Regions from separate parts of the Oryctolagus cuniculus genome. Here region 1 is linked to region 2. The links are chromatin contacts, called in public Micro-C maps. All regions are on one chromosome and are shown on one strand. Each heading gives the region's core, a stretch centred on a gene start, on an enhancer-like site or on the middle of the called end of the contact. The rest is flanking DNA. Distances are from core to core; before and after follow the strand shown.

Region 1 (4,125 bases), core at 882-3,381, 470 kb after region 2:
GGGAGATCTGGGCTGTGCACCCTGCTCCTGTCTTTGGCCCTGGCCCAGTCCTACCTGTTGCAGGCATCTGGGGAGTGAACCAGCAGATGGGATGATGTAATGAGTGCTACATGTGGAGCCTAACATGCAATTATTTTTGACTTTTTGGCATCTGGATAGGATTTCTATTCCTGAGCTCCCCAGCAAAGAGAGAATTGGGCTAACCTAGAAACTACCTGAACTGCTTTGTTTCCAGCTACTCAAAGATTTGTCACTTCGGGGGAAAATGAGGCAGATCCATACTTTAATTAGCACCCTATAGCTCACAGACCAACTCTGACTCCACTCTCTGCTCTGAAGGGCTTCTTATTTGGATTCTTCCCATCATGTAGCTTCGACCCATTACTGTTTACACCTCCAAATTTCTATTTTTCTCAGCCGCATATTGAGTTAGAATCTTTTGTAGCCACTATGATCACATCTTCAAAAGTCTGTTCCTTATTGATTTAAAGGGAATATGTTTACCTTTAACTAGTTTTAGCAGTTAAGCAAGAGGGTATCTGCTAAACTCATCGTTTTTGTCAACAAATATTGAGTATAACATCAGCACATCAAAACTTACACAGAGTTGATAGGGCCCAGCTCCATTGTGACCAACTGGGGAGAGAACCAATGGATGGAAGACCTCTCTCTCTCCCTCTCTGACTTCCCTTCTCTCTGTGTGTAACTCTGACTTTCAAATAAATAAATAAATCTTTAAAAATTTTTTAAAAAGAAAATGCCTCACCATTAACCATCCCCATTGAATAGCACAGTAAACTCTCACTCACTGAACTATTCTACCCCGTGCTCCAGGTCTCAAAGCATTTGTCATTGGATGACATGAGACCAATATACCCATGCAGTGTGTACCATGGTTGCTTCAATTCCTCATTATAATGGGGTTTCTGCTTGCCAGCTGACGAGGTGCTGACAAGGCATCTTATAAAAAGTTCTAACAATGCTGTCGGTGAGCAATAAAACATTCTTTTTTTAATTTTTGACAGGCAGAGTGGATAGTGAGAGAGAGAGACAGAGAGAAAGGTCTTACTTTGCCGTTGGTTTACCCTCCAATGGCCGCTGCGGCCGGCGCACTGCGCTGATCCGATGGCAAGAGCCAGGTGCTTCTCCCGGTCTCCCATGGGGTGCAGGGCCCAAGGACTTGGGCCATCCTCCACTGCACTCCCTGGCCACAGCAGAGAGCTGGCCTGGAAGAGGGGAACCGGGACAGAATCCGGTGCCCCGAAGGGGACTAGAACCCGGTGTGCCGGCGCCGCAAGGAGGAGGATTAGCCTAGTGAGCCGCAGCGGCCACATTCTTTAAAACCATTCTTTAAGACTGAAAAATAGTTGCAAACACACTGTGTCTCTGGTTGCTGCCAGTAATAACAGTCATGGGCTTGCTTAGGCAGTGTGACAAATTCGGGGAGAAATTGTCCCCAAAGACTCTCTCACTGGCGCCGACATTAGGACACCCTGGATTCCGGCCTGTAAGAGCGACCCTGGAGGCGTGGTGTGGAGCAGGAGCAAGCAGAACCCAGGAGAGGGTGCATGTCCAAGGTTGCCAAGGCGCTGTCTCTCTTCCCTAGAGACCCCTTGGGCCACCTCGGTTCAGCAGCACAAGCTGTTTAAAATGTCAGCTCCCTGAATCCCTACAGGTTAAGAAGTTGGGATCCTCGAGGTAGCCCTCAACCTCCCTCTTCCACAAGGTAAAAGCACCCACTGGGCAATGAGGAAGGCTCATCATAGCTCTGCTCCACCACTGCCCCCCGCCTTAAGTTCAGTGCTGACCTGCAGAGAGCCCTGGTGGGCTCCCGGCTCTTCCACTATGGGAATCCAACTACGGCGCCTTTCCAAGTGGCTTCTCTGAGGCAGCCGACCCCAGTGCTTTAAACCCCCTGGTCTTGGGCCACATGGGAAACCGGGTCACCCTACAACCGCGGGGTAGAGCCCAGCGACCACCTTAACTCATCCAGACCCTGTAGGCGGACTACGTCCTCGGAGAGGGGGCGGTTACCACCAGAAGCCCCGCCCACCAGAGGGTAGTGGGCGGCACGGGAGGCCAGTCCGGCGCCCCGCCTCTCCGGCCGCGCACCCGCGGCAGGAAGTGACGCAGGCCCAGAAGCCACTTCCGGCCGGCCGAAACTAGGAAGAAACTCGGAGCCAGCCAGGCTCCCGAGCCACATCTTGCCGCCGCTCGTTTGACCTGTGGTCAGGGCCGCGCTGAGCTGTCGGGAGCCCTGGCCATGGGGCGGTCCGAGCCTTCCGCGGTGTGAGGCGCGGGGCCTCCCGCGGCCTCCCCTGACACGCAGAGGGCGGGCAGGCGGGAGGCGTCGTTACAGCTGCGGTCGCGGCCGCGGCTGCTGGCATCATGAACATAGACGTGGAGTTCCACATTCGCCACAACTACCCCTGGAGCAAATTGCCGGCCAACGTGAGGCAGGTACGGCCGGAACCTGAGGCTGGGTCCCCGGCCGGCTCGGCCCCGCCCCGCCGTCACCTGCTGGCCTCGCCCGCGGGCCCCAGGGTGGAGTGGGAGGGGGCGCGCTCCTCGGGGCTGACCCCCGCCCTGTCCATCTCCGGGTCGCGGGGAAACCGACCTGCGGCCCGGGGGCGAGGGTGTGGGGGCTGCTGTGGAGTCACGGGGGCCGAATGGCGCGGTTGCGAAAGGGAAAGGAATTGGTGTCCGCAGCGCTCGCTCGGCGCCTTTGCCCGCAGCCTCGGTTCGGCCACAGCCCTTGACCTCCAGGACTCGAGGATGGTGGGAGAGGGCTGCGAAACAGGGAGATGCGCGGCTCCTGCGCACCTCCGCTGTGGCGTCCGTGGGGCACGGCGGGGCATCGGAGTGTCCAGGGAGAATCGGGAGGATGCGTGCGGGCGGCCTGTGGATGGGGCCTTGGAGGACCCACGAGTTAGAAGAGGGAGAGGGAATAGGGTGGAGAGGAGCGAGCGACTGCCTTGCTCCTGGGTTGTGATTGGAGTTGAAGTTTGGCCATGGCGTGGGGGTGGTAGCAGCTGAGCTGGAGAGATAGGGCCAGATTCGGAAGGGGCTGTGCTTAGGTCGGATTTTATCCTCTAGACCAGAGGGTTGGTTCTCGTCGACAAGAGAGTGGCGTGAAGTTTTCGAGAGTTCACGTTTAAGATGCCGATCGTCGGTTACACTCAGTTGTTTAACGGATGTAGCTTTGAGGATCTGCTGGGTGCTTTGCCTTGGTTCTGGTCAGGTAAATTGCACTAATAAAGAATCAACAAGACAGAGACTCTGCGTTCTTGGAGCTTGGGTTTTAGCCACGAGAGACAGTGGACAATAGATGAGGAAATACATACCATGACAGGTGATGTTCAATCCTGTGTAACTATGGTTTCTCAGTTTTTCCTACTTTACCAGGGAGAGAATGAAATTTGTGGTCTTACTGGTGCCGAGTAGTTGAATTTGGGTGGTGAGGACATAAGGATTATTATAGTTCACTTTCCCCACAAACTTTCCCTCCTCCTTCCCACGTTGGGAACTTAACTCTAGTAAGGAAATAATGTAAGAATTTGGTGAAGTATCATTTGGCATCGAAAACTGCTTTCTAAGATAACCTAAAGCCAAGGAATGGAAAGATACATTTAAGGAGCTTGTGGTTCTTGGGTTGTCAGTGGCTGCCCATGAGGTGTTTATTTTGAAATGGACGAATGTGTAAGCTTTTCTTTCAGCTTGCAGGAGGGCTTTGGTGGACCCTTGTTGTTTAAGGTTTTGTTGCATATTTGAAGACTACTGGAAGAGCCAGCAATCCTTGTATTTTACTTTTTCCATATTCTATTTTAAATAAAAATGAACACAGCATAATGGAAGAAAGAGGAGAGATTAGAGTATGCCCAACATGAGTAATTGACTTTAATGTCATTTAACTTAGGATATCCTAAGACTGGCCATTTGTAGCTGTTGAAAAAAAATGTATTAAAAGTTACTTACATAGATTTGTCTAGCTTTACCACTGTTTCCCTAAATTAAGCTCCATGTTAGATTACTACATCATCTCTCTATTTAGGGATAGGACCATCCCATCCAATTCTTCACACTACACTAAAATGCAAATCCAACCCTGTCACTCCGGTCTCTTTT
Region 2 (4,175 bases), core at 684-3,183:
TTTGCTTAACATCAGGAGTCGGAATCGGTACTTGAGAAATTACAGTAGCCTAGGAGTGCACCAGCGGCAGCGTGCCTGTTAAACCCAACTCCGGCTCCTCCTCACCACCAGCATGAAATCGGGCTGACTTTCCAGAAACAAAGGTAATTCACGGAGCACCATGTAATACAAGTCAAAGCTTTCAGACAAAGACCAACGGGGACACATCTCAAGGCGCACTTCCACATGGGCTGCCCTCACAGGCACACTCGTCCAGCCCAGCAGCCACGGCTCCTGCGTCCTCCTCCCTAACCAGGAGCCGCCGCACCTTTCCCCATCTGGGGATTTTCCTTTTTCCCCACCATACTAACCTCCAAGGGAGCTACTTCTTTCTTTCAAGTTTCACGGAATCGCAACCCAATCAATCATGAAGTCTCGACTAGCCTTCCCCTGACATGTTTCTTTCTCGGATTAGCTCTTCCCATCTTTTTTAAAACGAATCGGGGTGACATGACGGCAGACGACTGCGGACTGCTTGCTCTGCCAGATCCCGTCCCCTTTTTCCTCCATCCCCATTCTGCTCTTCTAAATCTCTCTCGGACGCCTTCCAAGAGGTCTGATCACCATCCTAAGCTAAGGGCATCCAACGAAATCTGTGCCTCCTGGGGTGGGGGGTGGGGGTCGCTCTTCCCTCACTGTTGCCCACGGAGGTGGGGGTGGCGTACCGGAACAAAGAATTTTAAGTCCCTTTACTTGGAACTTTGGTGCCAATACACAGGGCTAGGGCATCCCCCAGGGCTCTTCTTTCCTGCCATTAACCCACGTTCCGCGCACATCCCCCTCCCAACCTTTCATTCCCCTCAAGGAACTGGCTGCCTCCAGGCCCTACAGCTTGGAGGATCTCCTAGGCCAGTCTCCCACCCCCGCCACCCCCCTCCAGCCCCACCCCCGTTCTGCCTATTGAAAAGGCCACACAGCATTCCCATCCTCTTTAATCAACTCCCCCCAGCCCGCCCCAAATCCCAGGCCTTCCTGAACATCTTAATACAGTCTCATCCCAAGTGGAGGCACAGCCGTCCCTGAACTGGGGGTGCAGCCTTCCCCGGAAGGGTTTCCGGGGCGCCAACCCCAAAGCCAGTGCGCTCAGCCCCAGCTAGAAAATCGCTTCCCAGTCTCCGAGAAGCCGAGCCCCACGAGGCGGCCACACGCCCCCGAGGGCCCGCAACCTTGCTGGGGTCCTCCATCCCCCGCGGCGGCGTCCTCAGGGAAACCCAAGCCCTCACTCCGCTCAACAGCCCCAAGTTGCCCAATGCTCGCTCAAGCGGGGGTCGAGGGGGAGGCCGAGGTTTTTTCCCTCATAGAACGCCCGCCCCCCAGCTCCCTCCACCGTGCAGAACCCCTGAGAGCGAAGCAGGCTGCGGCTACCTCCGCGGAGGCGACTCCGTCGCGCGGCAGGCCCCGTCCCTCCCCCACGAACGCCCCGCGCCGGGTCCGCCCAGCCGCCCGCCGCAGCGAGCGGGCTCAGCCCCCGGGGTCTCTGCCCTCGAGCCGCCCTCCTGCGGCCCACCCCGCGCCGCTCGCTTCTTCCCGGCCGGCCGAGAGCTCCGCGCTCCGCTTCCCACCCGCAGCCTGGGGTGTCCGGGCCCACTCGTCGAGTCGCTACCTGCAGGGGCCGCCGCGCCTCTCAGCGCCCCGCCGCCGCCATCTTGCATTTCAAACCGGCTGCACTTTTCAGGGAGTCAACTCTGACCTGTGAACCCTAAACCCGGAACCACTTGGCCGGCCCCGCAGACCAGCCTCAGCGGCTGTGGCTGCCCAGCCAAGCGAGGGGGACCCGGGGTAGGGGTGCGAGGAGAGGCGCGCGCCCCCGCGGCCGTCCGGGGGGCAGAGGGGGAGGAGAGAGCCGGCCGAGGCGGGGCCCTCCCGCGCGCGCGCCCTCCGCGCGCCCCCACCCCGCGCCGCGCCGGGATCTCCACACCCGGACCCTGCAGCTCCCCTGGGGTTCGACCCAACAGCTACCCGGGGATTGGCGCGCCGCAGGCGCCAGGGAGCCGCCCCTCCTCCTGTCAACTGAAGCCCCGCCTCCTGTCAGGAGGAGCCCCGCCTCCCCGGGTCCCGTAACTGCCCAGCCCCTTGCCCAGCGATAGCTCCGCCCGCTGTCGGCAGAAGCCTCGTCGTCTCTCCGGCCAGTCCAGAAGGCTGTCGCCGCCGGAATCGGAGAGGTAGGCATGGTCTCCTCACCGAGACGCCCCTTGTCATCATCAGCCCCATCTCCTGCCGGCCGTCCTACTCAAGCCCCGCCCCCTGCGGGACGCCCCGCCCACTGTCAGTGGCAGCTCCGCCCTTGTGAGAGGCCAGGCGTTCCACCCCCTTGTCCACCGTGGTCTCGCCCCTGTCACTGCAGCCCCACCTCTTCTTGCCTCCGGTCCCGCGGCCACCGAAAAGTTCAGTTCGACCTCACTTTGGAGCCGCCCTCTGCTCCCCGTCCCCTCACGCGTCACTCCCGGAGGCCGTCCAAGTCCTGCCCTGCAAACCCAGACCGCTTCGCTGTGGTCCAGCCCCGCGGCGGGGGCCGGCTGGGCTGTCGGGAAACCGGCCGGCGTCCCAGCGCCTGCCCGCACGCTTCGCACCGTTCGGGCGCAGCGTGCGAGCCGGAGCCAGGAGAGGCGCCCGGCCCTGGGGCCGCTGCGCGCGGATTCGCGGGCCTGGGCGTGGGAGCGCGCTCTTTGGCGCCGGGGTGAGGATTCCCCGCCCCCAGCCCCGCCAGGGACCCTTTGTGCTTGGACAGCCGGGCGCTGGAGCCGCATGAATCCTAGCACTCGCCGTGGCGCCAAGCGAAAGGCCGGCTGTGGGCGTCGGCGTCCGCCAGCGTTTTGTGAGTGGGTTTGGACACCTAGTGCGCGCCGAGGCTGACCGATCGTGGGAGCAGAGGGACCTCAGCCCAGCGCCCTGGACGCACACCCGGAGTGTCAGCACAGCCTTACCTCGCTAGGAATTAAACTCAGAGTAAACTGCCCGCACGAATTCAAGGAACCAGTGTAAGGCAGTAGTAGTATAAAGGTGAAGAGAGTCGTTTATGAGGATCCTGTTCTAATATCAATTAAAAATATAAAATGATAGGGTTTTCGCCATGTAAGTACCCAGGCACCGATCAAAGAACTGCTGAAGAAAAAGTGCGCCCTGACATTTCTCTGCGCCCCCTAGGGACGGTGCTGCGCCCACAAAGAACCTCTGGGACTTTCAGGGATGAAAATGTTTAAAATAGAGAAATTTATTCTTTTGTTCATTGATTTAACGACTAGGCTTTTTTAAGATTTATTTATTTGAAAGTCAAAGTTACACAGAGAGAGGAGAGGCAGAGAGAGAGGTCTTCCATCTGCTGGTTCACCCCCAAATTGGCCACAACAGCCGGAGCTGCACCGATCCGAAGACAGGAGCCAGGAGCTTCTTCTGGGTCTCCCACGTGGGTGCAGGGGCCCAAGGACTTGGACCACCCTCTACTTCTTTCCCAGGCCATAGCAGAGAGCTGGATCGGAAGTGGAGCAGCCAGGACTTGAACGGGCGCCTATAAGGGATGCCAGCGCTGCAGGGGGGTGACTTTACCCACTATGCCACAGTCCCGGCCCCTAGGCTATTTATTTATTTATTTATTTATTTTAGCATCAGTGCATGCCATATACGGTGGGAGAAGTAAAGCTAAATTAGGCAACATTCCTGTTTTCCAGGAGTTTATTGCAACCTAGTAGCCAAGCAAAAACCCTGACCATAGAAATGCTTGGAAGTGAAAGGTAGGGGACAAGGGATCAAGGGGAGACCCTTCTAAGGATGTCGGGGATGCAGATAAACTTCGCTTCTCTCTTTCTCCTCTCTTCCTTTTCTTTTTAACAAAGATTTGAAAGACAGGGACAGAGCTCTCCCATCTGCTGGTCCACACACCAAACACCCATGGCTGAGCTGTGCTGCAGCCAGGAGCCGGGCACTCAGCCCAGGTCGCCCAGCTGGGTGGCAGTGACCCAAACACCCGAGCCTGCCTGTCACCTCCTGCCTCCAGGGTGCGCATTGGCAGAAGCGGGCTCTCCTCCTTTTCTTTCATCTTCCTCCTCCTTTCCCTCTGCCTCGTCTTCTTCAACACCCCAGTTTATAGTCACCTCCTTCTCTCTGTGAGCTGTCTCCTTGGCTCACTGCCCAGTGCCAGC

The links. A called contact is a pair of places that touch in the nucleus more often than the background predicts.
Region 1: a contact with region 2 is called in a Micro-C map of ear pinna, with 4 times the contacts expected there. The contact joins the promoter of FAM91A1 here to the promoter of ZHX1 in region 2. A contact is called at or near these places in 2 of 6 Hi-C or Micro-C datasets (ear pinna and skin fibroblasts).

The regions. Positions count from the first base shown.
Region 1 is chr6:149,493,449-149,497,573 of mOryCun1.1, forward strand. It overlaps FAM91A1 (family with sequence similarity 91 member A1), which reads left to right and starts at 2,132. Exons shown (of 24, transcript XM_008255884.4): 1 at 2,132-2,460. The coding sequence starts at 2,389.
Region 2 is chr6:149,025,604-149,029,778 of mOryCun1.1, forward strand. ZHX1 (zinc fingers and homeoboxes 1) reads right to left here and starts at 1,934. Exons shown (of 4, transcript XM_070075461.1): 1 at 1,643-1,934. LOC138849977 (a long non-coding RNA gene) reads left to right here. Exons shown (of 2, transcript XR_011389324.1): 2 at 1-731. LOC138849978 (a long non-coding RNA gene) reads left to right here and starts at 2,082. Exons shown (of 2, transcript XR_011389325.1): 1 at 2,082-2,201.